Regions from separate parts of the Mus musculus genome. Here region 2 is linked to region 1. Evidence: chromatin contacts called from public Hi-C data. All regions are on one chromosome and are shown on one strand. The core of a region is the stretch at or near the end of the contact, and the rest is flanking DNA. Distances in the headings are between cores, read along the strand shown.

Region 1 (6,138 bases), core at 2,852-5,351:
AGCTGCCTAGCCAGGAGTTAGGCCTGTTATAGGAACAAAAGAGGCTGGGCAGAGCCATGAAGGGAGGGAAGGGCAAAGCTGGGGTTGATTCTGTGGAGCCTGCTGAATCACCACAGGGCTTTAAGTAGGAGTAAAAATTCCCTTTCCAGGGTTGGGCACCTAACGCAGTGGCTGCTGTCTTTCAGGGCCAGGTTTGGTCTGGAGGCAGAGCCTACAAGGCTGGCTCTGAGCATGGCACGGTGACTCAGAAACCAATGCTCCTATGGCTATTTGCCCCTAAGAGAAGAAATAGACCACAAAACCTCAAACTCCAGCTGCCCCTGCAGCCTGGGTCTCAGGCCCTGCCTCAGAGTCACTAGACTCCAGCCTGGCTCTTGCAAGGCCGTCAGCCGACCAGCTCCCGGCTGACAACAGTGTGGCTGGCTACAGGAGCTGGGGACTCACTTGCTTTGAAAACCGGCTCCCAGGCTGTAGATGCCTCGCTTTTTGCCAACACTTCTGTGTTAGGGCTTCTTGGGCTCCAAGCTGGTGCCTTTTGGCTTGGGGCTTGTGCTTTCTGTGAGGTCCTGCACACTGGCAGAACCCCTGGCTGTCCAGGAGGGGGCAGACATTTACCACATGAAGGCTGCTTGCCTTCATAATCCTTTTGGGTCCTAGACAGAGCTGTCACCTAGCCCCAACCCCCATCCCAATCCAGGTCCCAGAGTGACCCAATAGCTCATACACCCATACTTTGCTCTCTTTTGAAATTTGGGGGCACATTGTGGGGAATTTACAGAATTGTGGGGTTTTGTTTGTTTTTCAAAACAGGGTTTTCTCTGTGTAGCCCTGGCTTCCCTGGAACTCACTCTGTAGACCAGGTTGGCCTCAAACTCAGAAATCTGCCTGCCTCTAGAATTGTGTTTTAATTTTCAACGCAGAATTTCATTGTATGCACCAAACTGTTAGAATACTTTTATATAAAAATCTTCAAGCAGCCCTCAGACAAGAAGACACCCAGGGCCCCTAACACTTGAGCAGTTAATGAATTCCCAGGTTTTTTGGAGTCGAATGAGGGAGGAACTCTGGGACTGGAGGCTGTGGCCTCTACCATGTGTAAGTCGAGGGAGTCTAAGGAGCAGCGTGCTATGTCTTTAAATAGTCCTCTCCACAAATGTGGGTGGGTTGGGCGGGGTGAGAAAGGATGGATGAATGTGCCATTAAGGAGCCGAATTCCATTTGAAATAATTCTCCCATTGTGTCCCCAGCGCCTCCCCATCTGCTGCCCGTGCAAGTCCTGCTCCTTTGGCCCCAGAACATACAGCCTCGGCTCCCTCCGCAGCCGGTCCTGGAGTAGAAGTCACCCCCACTGCCTCCCCCCAACACCTGGCCAAGAACGAACCCAGGTAATCTATAAGCATTTCTCCCATAGCAGCTGCCCAGGAGAAAGCGAGGCTGGGTGGTCTCTCTCACTGTCTGTCCTGGGGTGAGCTGGGTTTAGGATGGTGCCAGCAAGGCTCTGACACCATGTCTGTAATCGCTTGGCTTGTAGCTTGGCTTCCTGAAGCAGTTAGTTCTCTTGTAGCAGGGACACCGTGTGTAAGCCATGGACTCCCGAGGGGCAGAAGCAACACACTCACACAGCCTGTGAGTGAAAATGTTCCCCCTGTAGGTTTCCACTTACAGGAGACTGTGCAAGAGGCAAAACTACAAGGAATAGAAAGTATTATGGTGACCAGGGTAGGAGCTAAAAGAAGACCTTAACTGTAACATCATAGCTTGTCCTGCATCTCGACTGTAGTCATGGTTATATGACTATGTCAAGTTTATCCAAGGGTGACTGCTGTCTGATGTAGCCAATTCACAGGGACACAGAGCTTTGCCTCCTGCTTCCTGGGTCTAGTAAATGTGAGCTACCCACTTGTTCCGTGTCCGAGGCTCCCAAGGCTCTCACACAAATTTCACTAAGGTGCCTGCGGTTTGCCTTGGAGTGTTTACTTCCTGGATTCTCCATTCCGGCACTTTTTGCGTCTTGTTTGTTTATGCATCTGAGAGCCAGCATCAGGACTTGAGTTGCTCTGGCTAGACATCATGCCAGGGACAGGACATAGGTCTGGAAGATACATGCTGCCTGGCAATGTGGAGCCTTGACGTCTCTGGAGACAGAATGATGTCCTCAGTAGGATTAATCCTGTGTGGGTTGAGGACACTGGGGAAGGAATAGATGCTGCCTGGGGAGTTTCTACATGTGTGTGGTCCCTGGGGGCAGAGAAGGCATTCGTGGCAGGGGAGCAGAGCTGAAGGGTCTTTAGAGTATAGAGACTGCAGCCTGCAGCCTCCAAGGGGAGTGGATCGTGGCTCAGCAGGTGGGGCCGTAAAAACTGGGGTCCTTATCTTTGTTTCCTTTGGTAACTTTTTTTTTTTAAGTACAGTTTTGATTTACCAAAGAATATTGAAGATAGGCCAGGCAGTGGTGGCTCATGCCTTTAATCCCAGCACTTGGGAGGCAGAGGCAGGCGGATTTCTGAGTTTGAGGCCAGCCTGGTCTACGAAGTGAGTTCCAGAACAATCAGGGCTATATAGAGAAACTCTGTCTCGAAAAAACCAACCAACCAAACAACCAAACAACAACAAAAAACAAAAGAAAAAGAATATAGAAGATAAAAAGTAATGTTCTATTTATCCAACCCATAGTGCCTTCTTCCTTTTTTTTTTTTTTTTGGTTTTTCGAGACAGGGTTTCTCTGTGTAGCCCTGGCTGTCCTGGAACTCACTTTGTAGACCAGGCTGGCTTCGAACTCAGAAATCTGCCTGCCTCTGCCTCCCGAGTGCTGGATTAAAGGCGTGCGCCACCATGCCCAGCTTGCTGATATCTTAATAGTATTGTTTGTGCTAATGTGACACTGTTACTGACTCCATATTGATACATTCTTGTTAACTGAAGTCTCCATTACCGGGTGTTCTGTAGTTTGTCTTTAATGACCTTTCTTGTCCCAGATGTCACTCAGAACACTGTTGCCTTTAGTCTCCCTACATGCCCCTTGGTTGTGGCAGTTTTCATTCCTGTCTTATTTGGTGACCTTGATAGTTGGAACAGTTCTGGACAGAGTGCCACTCAACTGGAACTTGGTTGATGTCCTTCTTATGGTTAGACTGCAGCCATGAGTTCTGAAAGAAGATGAAGGGTTTAAAGTATCACTTTTTTTTTCTTTTTTCTTTTCTTTAAACGAAGGCTGGAGAGATGGTTGAGCAGTTAAGAGCACTGGCTACTTCTGTAGAGGCCCCCAAGTTCAGTTCCCAGCGCCCACATACTGGCTCACAACTGTCTCTAACTCCAGTTCTAAGACATCTCCCACCCTCTTCTGGTCTCTGTTGGCATTGCATACACATGCTTCACTTAACGTGCAGACAAAACATTCACAAACACAAAATAAAATAAGTCAGTCCCTTGTTTTAAATGTAAAGCACATGTTCCAGGGTTTATTTGGAGGCCAGAGGACAGCTTTTTGATGCTGGGTTTCACTTTGCACCTTTACGTGGGTCCCAGGGATTAAAGCCAGGTGGCCAAGCTGGTACGGTAGGCACATTTGCCCTGCTGAGCCAGCTCTTGGGCCTAAAGGTATCATTTTTATAAAATGGAGGGTCCCAGTGTCAGCATAGCTGATGGCTATTGGTGTTGACTTGGCTGGCTGGCTGGCTGGCTTCCCTCGACTGCCCTACAGTTTCTGGGAGGGTGTCGTGTGTGCTTCCCCACTGCAGGGCGGGGAGCTATTCTCCCTTCTGCTGGGGGGTGAGGCCTCCATAAGTTATTTATGATCCGTTTGCATGGGAGGCTAGTCTTTTCTCCCCCACTTACTAATGTATTCAATCACTTATTTATGTCCGTGTGGACTCAGGGGTATTTATTTTATACTTTGGGCCCTAATCCAAGGCTGCTGTATTTCGTTGCACACAGCTTTAGCCCTGGGCTTCCTTGCCTGTCTTTTAAGTACCCAGAAGCCCCTGGGCAGAACAGTGATGTGATCAGATTTGCATTTTTAAAAGGCCTTGGTAGCCGCCTGTCAGAGAGGCAGGCGCTTGAGGATTGATGGTTGATGTGCCCTGAGGCTTTATAACCTGGCTCAGCTGCATAGGCCGTGGACCTGCTGGGCTCCCATCGCCTGTGTGAGGGTGCCCTCCATCTCTCTGTTTCCATGTTGTTAGTTATAAGGCCAGTGCCTGGATGCAGGCGTCCATGTAAATCACGCCTTTCTCCATCTGATGAGTCCTTGGTTGGGCCAACTCTAGTTTCAACAGTACACAAATTAGCACTTCATTTCGTTGAGATGGAAGGTTTGAGTCACCGGCCTGGCCAGAGCCTGAAGTTCGTTTGGCTCCAGGATAGAGGTTAGATCCCTGCTCTGTCAGGGCCAGCTGCCTCCTGTGTTTTCATGAGGTCCAGGCAGCCACAGGCCCCACGGCTGGGGCTTTGTTCTCCATGTTAGGGCTTGGAAGGGGCAAGCCAGCAGTGAGACCCGGAAAAGGCACATCTCATTAGCTCTGCGGATGCTCAGTTACTGCTTGCCTGCTGGGCGCCTTCTGCAGCTCCCCACTTCTGGAGGCTGCTGTGGACATTCAGTTACAACCCCACACTCCAGGCAAATAGCTTGCTCCCCCGTTCCCTTGGACCCACTGGTGATCATTTGGCCACACACTTGTGGAGAACAGATGTGTCTAAGGAGAGGGGAAAGGGAACCCACATAGAGAGGACTTGGCGCTCTGCTGAACAAACCCTCTTGAAGCCACAAGCTCCTCCTGGGAGAGAGATGGTGACTGCTACATCACACTTCTGGCCACACTACTGTCTCCTCCAGCATGGCCCTCCTGAGGCCTTTCCCTCACCTTGCTGTGCTGTCGGGAGAGCTGTGAGAGGCTAGAGATGCAAGGTGAAAGCCCTCCTTCATGGGAGGACAGCCCGAGCCAGCATTACAGACCTTGGGCCAAAAGCTTGGTATGTTGACACATAGGCCCAACCAACTACCACCCCTGACCTCTCACTGTCCCTTCTGGGGACATCCATTTCTTAAGGTTAGTGGCTTGGAAACCTGGTTTAGGACTACTTACATGAACAGGCCCAGAGGAAGCAGTCTGGAGAGCCTGTTCAGCTCTCTCAGGGATAAAGCTGGCTCCTCAGTGTCAATGCAGGGGGCCCAGAGAGCAGTGCACTATGGGAAATGCTGCCCTGAACCACAGCCTGTGGACTTGCCAAGCTTTCTGATAAACTGTTCCCATGTGGTCCAAATAGCTTCCATCCCTCTACCGAGGCTCGCCAAGACTCCAGAGCTTTTCCAGGGCAAGAGGAGGACAGGGCTTTTGCTTCTCTCCTAAGCCGAGACTGGAGCTGTGTGGGAACCACCGTGTGGCCTCACACTCAGCCCCTCTGCCAGCGCCCCACCCCGGGAATTCATTTTGTAGGTAGAGTCTTTCTTTTTTTTCTGTTTTTCAAGATTTATTTATTGTTATATGTAAGTACACTGTAGCTGTCTTCAGACACACCAGAAGAGGGCGTCAGATCTCATTACGGATGAGTTGTGAGCCACCATGCAGTTGCTGGGATTTGAACTCAGGACCTTTGGAAGAGCAGTCAGTGCTCTTAACCGCTGAACCATCTCTCCAGCCCCTGTAGGTAGAGTCTTGATTAGATTTTCTGTTGGTTGTTATTATAATGAAATACCGAAGGCAGGGTAACTTTATAAAGAAGAGGCATCTATTTAATTAACCAGTTTGGAGGCTGAATATCCAAACAGGAAGGCATGGTGTTGGAAAGCATGTCTCCAACTCCCTTGGGTGCTTCTTTCACCACAGAGATCCCATGCAAGAGTCTGTCTAGTCTCTGTCCAAGACTTAATCAGATTAATATCTGAACCTCAGGACACCCCAAAGTTACCATCTCTAAATCAATTTCCCCTTTCTTCACCCTTAACTGTGACTTAGAGGATGAAGCACCTGTGTGAGTTTGTGGGGACTGATCAAAGTATACACCAACAATGGCGGACCTGCATAATCTTTTGATGTCGGGAAAGGCTGGGTTGTTGGGGACGAGAGACTCTGTCGGCTAGACCCTGTGCCCTCCTGACCGGGGTCTACTCCAGTGCTCCATAAGCCAAGTTCCAGCCATCGC
Region 2 (6,042 bases), core at 914-3,413, 280 kb after region 1:
CTCATCTTTCCGCTTGCTGATTCTGGTTATTTAGATTATTTTTGTTTAAAAATGAAGTCCTGTTGTAAGCCATTCAGTGTTTCCTGTCTGAGACTTGCTATGTATAATACCAGTCTTTAATGTTGACATACATTTTAGAAGTAGGTTATCATTTTCTACTAAAACTCCTTAGGTTTTCTATGGATGTGTATTTTAATCTACACATCCACTGGGGGGAATTGAAAACTTAGCAGCATTGAGCCCCAAGACTGCAGGTCTGGTATTTTTCTGCATTTAAGTCTCATTTAACTTGTTTTGGAGCATTCAAGGGACAGTTCTTACACAACCTTGTACTATTTTCCCCAAGTATTTTTTAAATACTTTTGATGTCATTATGGTATTTGTAAGTTTTTTGCTATAATTGTTTATTGCTAAATACACAAAATCTAATGGATTCTGTGTATTGACCTGTTTTCCTACGGCACCACTAAATTCACTTCTCCTGGCATTTTATTTTTATATTCCTAAGAGTTTTCTAGAAAGACCATCATATCATTTGCAAATAAAGGCAGTCTTTATGTTTTCCTTTCTAACCTCCATGATTCTAATTTTCCTCTCTTGCCTCTTTGTATGTGGGCCATTGCCACAGGGCAGCCAGTTCCAGCTCTGTGATCGGTATAGCCATGGAACAATAAGAAAGGGCCAGGCTCAGCCCCACAGTCTTTCATCTTTGTAACTTGCAGGCTAAGGGAGCAAGGCGGGATGGGGAGTGGGGAGTGGGGGTGGGGTCATGCTCCTGGACTTGCCTTCTGATGGGTCTTTCCATTGCGGTCGAGTGCCCATCTGGGTTACAGTTTGGGCTCGATCACATACTGACCTCTGGCCTCTTCTGCAAAGCTGTGGGGGGTAACTTTGTGAGCCAGGAAATGGGTACCGGTTGTGATCAGAAAAATGAGCCTGTTCTCACATCTACCCATCAGCCAGTGCAGCAGTGGCCATAGTGATGCTGTTGGAAGCTCCAGAACTACTTGAGTTTGCATAGGTTGCACCTCGGCCTTCCTCCTCTCCCTGTTGTTTCATTGATGTCCAAAGCACTCGCATCTGCCAGAGTCTCCTGACCAGCCATTCTCTCCTTAAACTATACTCTGTGGCTTCATCAGGTCCTCCCTGGGATGGGCTCTTCATTCTCATCCTGTAAAGCAAGCACTAAGCCCTGTGCTCTTATCCTCACATTCTTTTCTGACAAGGGATTAAGCATAGAGGAGTAGAGTCTGGTGATGTGGCTGAGGCCACACAGTAGTGGGTGCGGTGCCCAGAGCTATAAGTGACCATCAGAGATCAGAGCTAGTGTTTGGTGTTCTTCCCTTGATGAGGGCTCTGGATGCAGCTTTGGTAGAGCCAGCCTGGCTTCACCTATGGAGTGGGTGTCTTTGTGTGGGTTGACCATTCTATAAAGAGGTCAGAAGCAGGGCCACCAGAGTGTCTGCGGACACAAGGAGGCTGTAACAGTCACCCCCTCCGGATAAGTGAAACAGGGCAGGGCCCCTAATTTGCTGCCTTTACATCTAAAGATGCTCTGAAAGTACAGGTGCAGAAATCACGAGTCTCTTCTCTTTGGGTTGACACTTTGTCGATCTTTGAGCAATTAGTGGGCATCCCTGTGCATAGTTTCTCTGTGGATGTCTACTAGGTGATAGCGGTGGAAGTCAGCAGCTAGCTTGTCACTGTCCTCTTCCCTGCTCCTTCTGCCCCAACTAGCCAATGGACGAGCCCTGTATCAATCTCCAGAGCCACATACCCTGTTTTGATGCCTCCTGTCATGCTAATAGGACATGGAGACTAACCTGTGGACTGAGGATGGGCCTCAGCCTTCACGTGCCTAGGCCAGATCCTTCTTTGTAGCTTTCTTGGTGGACCGACGTTGGAGCTGCTTTGCCTTCTGTGTCTGAGAAAGGTACCTGCTTCTCATTGGAGCCTGTAAATCCCAAATTTATGTTCACCCCGGTGTGGGCAGATCATCTTAAGCCTATTTCAGCACACCAGAAAGAAGAAGAAGACATGAGTTAATTATTCTTCAAGGCAGGAATCTCACAGCTGGTGGTTTCAGAATACCACGAGCCCTCTGGTTGGGAGCCAGCTGGAGTTAAACCTCTACTTGGTCCTTGTCCCAGGAAGCCCAGATACACTTGTTTACAGCTGTCTCTCAGTGATGTTTGCCAGACTCTGCTCAGGAGGAACGTTTCCACTGCCATAGTGCGTTCTGTCTTTCATTTGGGTGTTCAGGGGGACGCGCCTATTCATCACAACTCCCTAGGAACCTGGGAGAACTGTGGTGGTTTGAATGATTTCCCCCACCCCACCCCCACCCGGGATGCTCTGGTATTTAGCACTTGGTTCTCAGTTGCTGACTGTGCTTGGGAAAGCTTAGGTGGTATAGGCTTGCTGGAGGAAGTACTGTCACTGGGGGAACGTCACCGGGGGTAGGCTTTGAGCTTCCCAGCACTCCCAGTTTGCTCTCTCTGGTTTGTACTTGTGGTTAAGGATATGAGCTCTTAGTTTCCTGTTTCTGCCTCCACCACCATAGTGAACTCTTATCTCCCTGGAGTGTAATCCCAAATACACGTTTCCTTCTAAGAGTTAAAAGAGCCTTGGTCATGGCAGCTTTTCACAGCAGCAGAAAGTAACGGATGCAGCTCTGTGTGATGCCTCTGCAGAAGTGGAAATGGGATGCATTAGATGAAACTACAGCCTCGGGGGTGGATCCCAGATCTTCCTGTTATTTACGTGTGTCATTAAGACCATTTAGTATCCATGGAGAAATCCTGGCCTCAGTTTCCCCAAATATAGCATGGTAGCAATGCTCATTTTCAAAGTCTGCAACAAAGTAGAAAATTAAAAGGCTGTGAAAGCAGACTTAATAAGGTGATTCTGCCATGGATTTGTCAAGTTGGTTTGTCTCCCTAAAAGTTGCAGTCCTTTCCCTGAACCTGGGAACATCATCACACCATGGGAAAAGAGATCAGAGTTTGTGGCTGTATCAAGCAGCTTCGGGTGGGGAACTGGGCGGATGGAGGCTCCCTTCCTTTCAGTATAGGAAGCTGGTCCCTGCATGTCCCTGTGCTCAGTTGCATCCAGTTGGAGTCCTGCAGACCCTGATAGAACAAGAATAAGTCACAGATGCCCTGGAGCTTTTGGGGGAGCCTGGGGACATGCAGCTGTGATGGGTCACAAGAGGACTGGAAAGGTCCCAGTTCTTACACAAAGCCCAGAGCCTAGGGAATGATTCCCCTTCCACAGAGAGGCGCGCGCGCACATGTGTGCGTGCATGCGTGCATTTATGTATGTGTGTGCATGTGCAGATGTGTGTATGCGTGCATATGCTTGTTATGTGTGATTACATAAATGCGAATATGTGTCCATATGCTCATGTATGTTCTACACATGTGAGTATACACACATATATGGAAGTGCTTGTATGTGTATGAGTTTGTGTGCTTGAGTTAGTCTGCATGTCTGTAAGTGTGTGTTGATGCTTTAATGCATTTTTGGCTCCCTCTATCCCACGTCTTGTTCCAGGCCTCAGCACAGGCTCAGTAGCACTAAACTGTCTCATCTCTGCCTTTGTCCTCAGGGCAGGAAGATCCCAACAGTTTGCGTCATAAGTACAACTTTATTGCTGATGTGGTGGAGAAGATCGCCCCGGCTGTGGTTCACATTGAACTATATCGCAAGTAAAGAGGCCTGCCCTGTTCCCTCACTAAGAAATAGCACTAGAGCTGCTTCTGAAGCACATTAAAGTGTCAGGAATGTCACTGGGCAGATTCTTGGGTTACGATCAAGTTCTCTGCCTTAGGGAAAGTTCCCTATTTAGACCTATAATCTTGGCCCTTTCAGCATTTTAATAACTTCTAGCTCTGAAGTGATTCCCAGGGAATATTTCCTAAGTGGAATATTTTTTGATGCATTCCAAAAAGTAGCTTAGCGTTATTTTTAAAATGTTAAATGCTTGCTACAATGTGTGTGAGTTGCTCTTGCAGAGTCATTCCCTTGTGTGTGCAAATGAGTTCAAGCTCAACTAATGTCTGTTTCAGGCTTCCTTTCTCGAAGAGGGAGGTGCCAGTGGCCAGTGGGTCAGGATTCATCGTATCGGAGGATGGACTGATTGTGACAAATGCTCACGTGGTCACCAACAAAAACCGGGTCAAGGTTGAGCTGAAGAATGGAGCTACCTATGAAGCCAAAATCAAGGATGTGGATGAAAAGGCGGACATTGCGCTTATCAAGATTGACCACCAGGTGAGACGCATCTGGGGCCCGAGTGCCTCCTGGGCCTGCAGTGCCCAGCTCTCAGAAGGTGAGGTGGAGATGGTGAGGACATCAGAGCTCCCTGGTACCCACAAAATGAAGCTGCAGGGCCAGACAGGTCTCATCAAAGAGGGACCTGAGCAGGGGAAAAGGGAGGAGGGGGGGAGGGAGGAGGGAAGCCCTTGGAAGAAGCTGGCTCTCAGATCAGAGGTTTTAAAAGCAGCATCTTCTCTTTATAAAGCAACAGGCTACAAAGAACTTAATGGGTGGCTGGTGAGAATGGAAACTCCAATCCTTGATGATGAAGCATCTATTACAAAGTTATGTTTGTCTCCACTGAGGTGACCTGGATTCTCCATGGCTACAGAATGGGCTTTGAAAAGAGTTTTAAAAATTGTCTTTAATTATGTGTTGTGTGGGTAAATGGGTATGCACCGAGAGATGTTGGATACCCTTGCCTAGAGTTACAGGGTTATGGGCCACTAGACAATGGGTCTCTGCAAAAGCAGTATGCTCTCTTAACGCCAAGCCATCTCTCCTTGTTAAGCACTTGTTTGTTTATTGTATGTATATGAGTGCACTGTCGCTGTCTCCAGACACACCATTCCAGGTGTCCCATTACAGGTGATTGTGAGCCACCGTGTGGTTGCTGGGAATTGAACTCAGGACCTCTGGAAAAGCAGTCAGTGCTGTTAACCACGGAGCCATCTCTCCAGGTCAAGGTTTTGGGAACCTTAAGACAAAATTAACACCTCTCTCTTGAGACCCTAAGAATCCTTAATATTATGACATGACCATAGTCCCCTCAAAAGGGCTGCAATGCATTATCTACCCAAATTATAGCCTTCCATTAGCCTGTAACTCAGAAGCAGGGCCAGTACAAAACTAAGACACAGTAAGAGTGAGCTCAATTTGAAAAATGCTTATGTGAAGTTGCTCTGCGAGTTATTGGAGTAGCTACTTCTAGTCCTACCTGAATTTTATTTTATCTTATTTTATTTTATTTTTGGATATTTTTGAGACAAGGTCTTAAGTTCTAGCTGTCTTCGAACTTACTTTGTAAACCAGGCTGGCCTTGACCTCAAAGAGATCCTCCTGACTTTGCCTCCCAAGTGCTACCACACCAACAGCAATTTTTTATTAAAGAAAATGAAAGAAAATGTTTTTAATTTAATATTCTGCTTACAGTCACATTTGCTTAGCGAAGTCTTTGTTGTCTTAGGTCTCATGTGGCACAGGGTGCCTTCAAACACATCTATTATCTGTGGATGGCTTTGAACCTTTGACTCCCCTGCATCTACCTTCTGTATGTGAGGGTTATGGACATGTAGGACCAAGCCAGGTTTATATAATATTGTGGATCAAGCCAGGGCTTTGTGAGAGCTAGCCAAGTACTCTGCCACATCTCCCACACTTGTTTAGCAAGGCCTTCATGCCTGAAACTACATACAGTTCTTACTGGATCACCAGCAAACGTTCCCAGTCCACCTCATGTAGATCACATGGTGATGTGAGGTTGGTTTGCACTCATGCTGAGACTGGAGTTTCTGTTTTCTTCCTGTTATTGGAAATTCCTTCAGATAAAAGGCAGAAGGGTCAGTGGGAATTTTGTGGTTGGTGCAGAAAAAGGTGTGAGTGGGGTGGGTAATGAAGTGTAGCCTTTTCTTGTGACTTCTTGCTTGCTTCTCATCTGACTGTGAGCTATGAAGTCAGCTAGGTGTGAAGTCCTACTGTGTGTTCCAGCTATTGGATGGAGAA

Evidence for each region. Hi-C and Micro-C count contacts between places; a contact is called where the count stands out from the background.
Region 2: a contact with region 1 is called in a Hi-C map of uterus. The contact joins two enhancer-like sites. A contact is called at or near these places in 2 of 484 Hi-C or Micro-C datasets (muscle stem cells and uterus) and 3 of 115 datasets of contacts at active chromatin or transcription factors (fibro-adipogenic progenitors, heart atrium and pancreatic cancer cells).

The regions. Positions count from the first base shown.
Region 1 is chr7:130,673,355-130,679,492 of GRCm38.p6, forward strand. Tacc2 (transforming, acidic coiled-coil containing protein 2) reads left to right here. Exons shown (of 22, transcript NM_001004468.3): 5 at 1,248-1,385. Among named protein-coding and RNA genes, the nearest start is that of Gm39098, 30 kb to the left of the region's middle. Within about 2 kb of position 4,102, at least 29 of the 459 cell types and tissues checked have an H3K27ac peak or open chromatin away from gene starts, as enhancers often do. A contact at or near this core is called in muscle stem cells and uterus, where this site is marked.
Region 2 is chr7:130,957,903-130,963,944 of GRCm38.p6, forward strand. Htra1 (HtrA serine peptidase 1) reads left to right here. Exons shown (of 9, transcript NM_019564.3): 2 at 3,611-3,710; 3 at 4,071-4,275. Among named protein-coding and RNA genes, the nearest start is that of Htra1, 25 kb to the left of the region's middle. Within about 2 kb of position 2,164, at least 47 of the 459 cell types and tissues checked have an H3K27ac peak or open chromatin away from gene starts, as enhancers often do. A contact at or near this core is called in muscle stem cells and uterus, where this site is marked.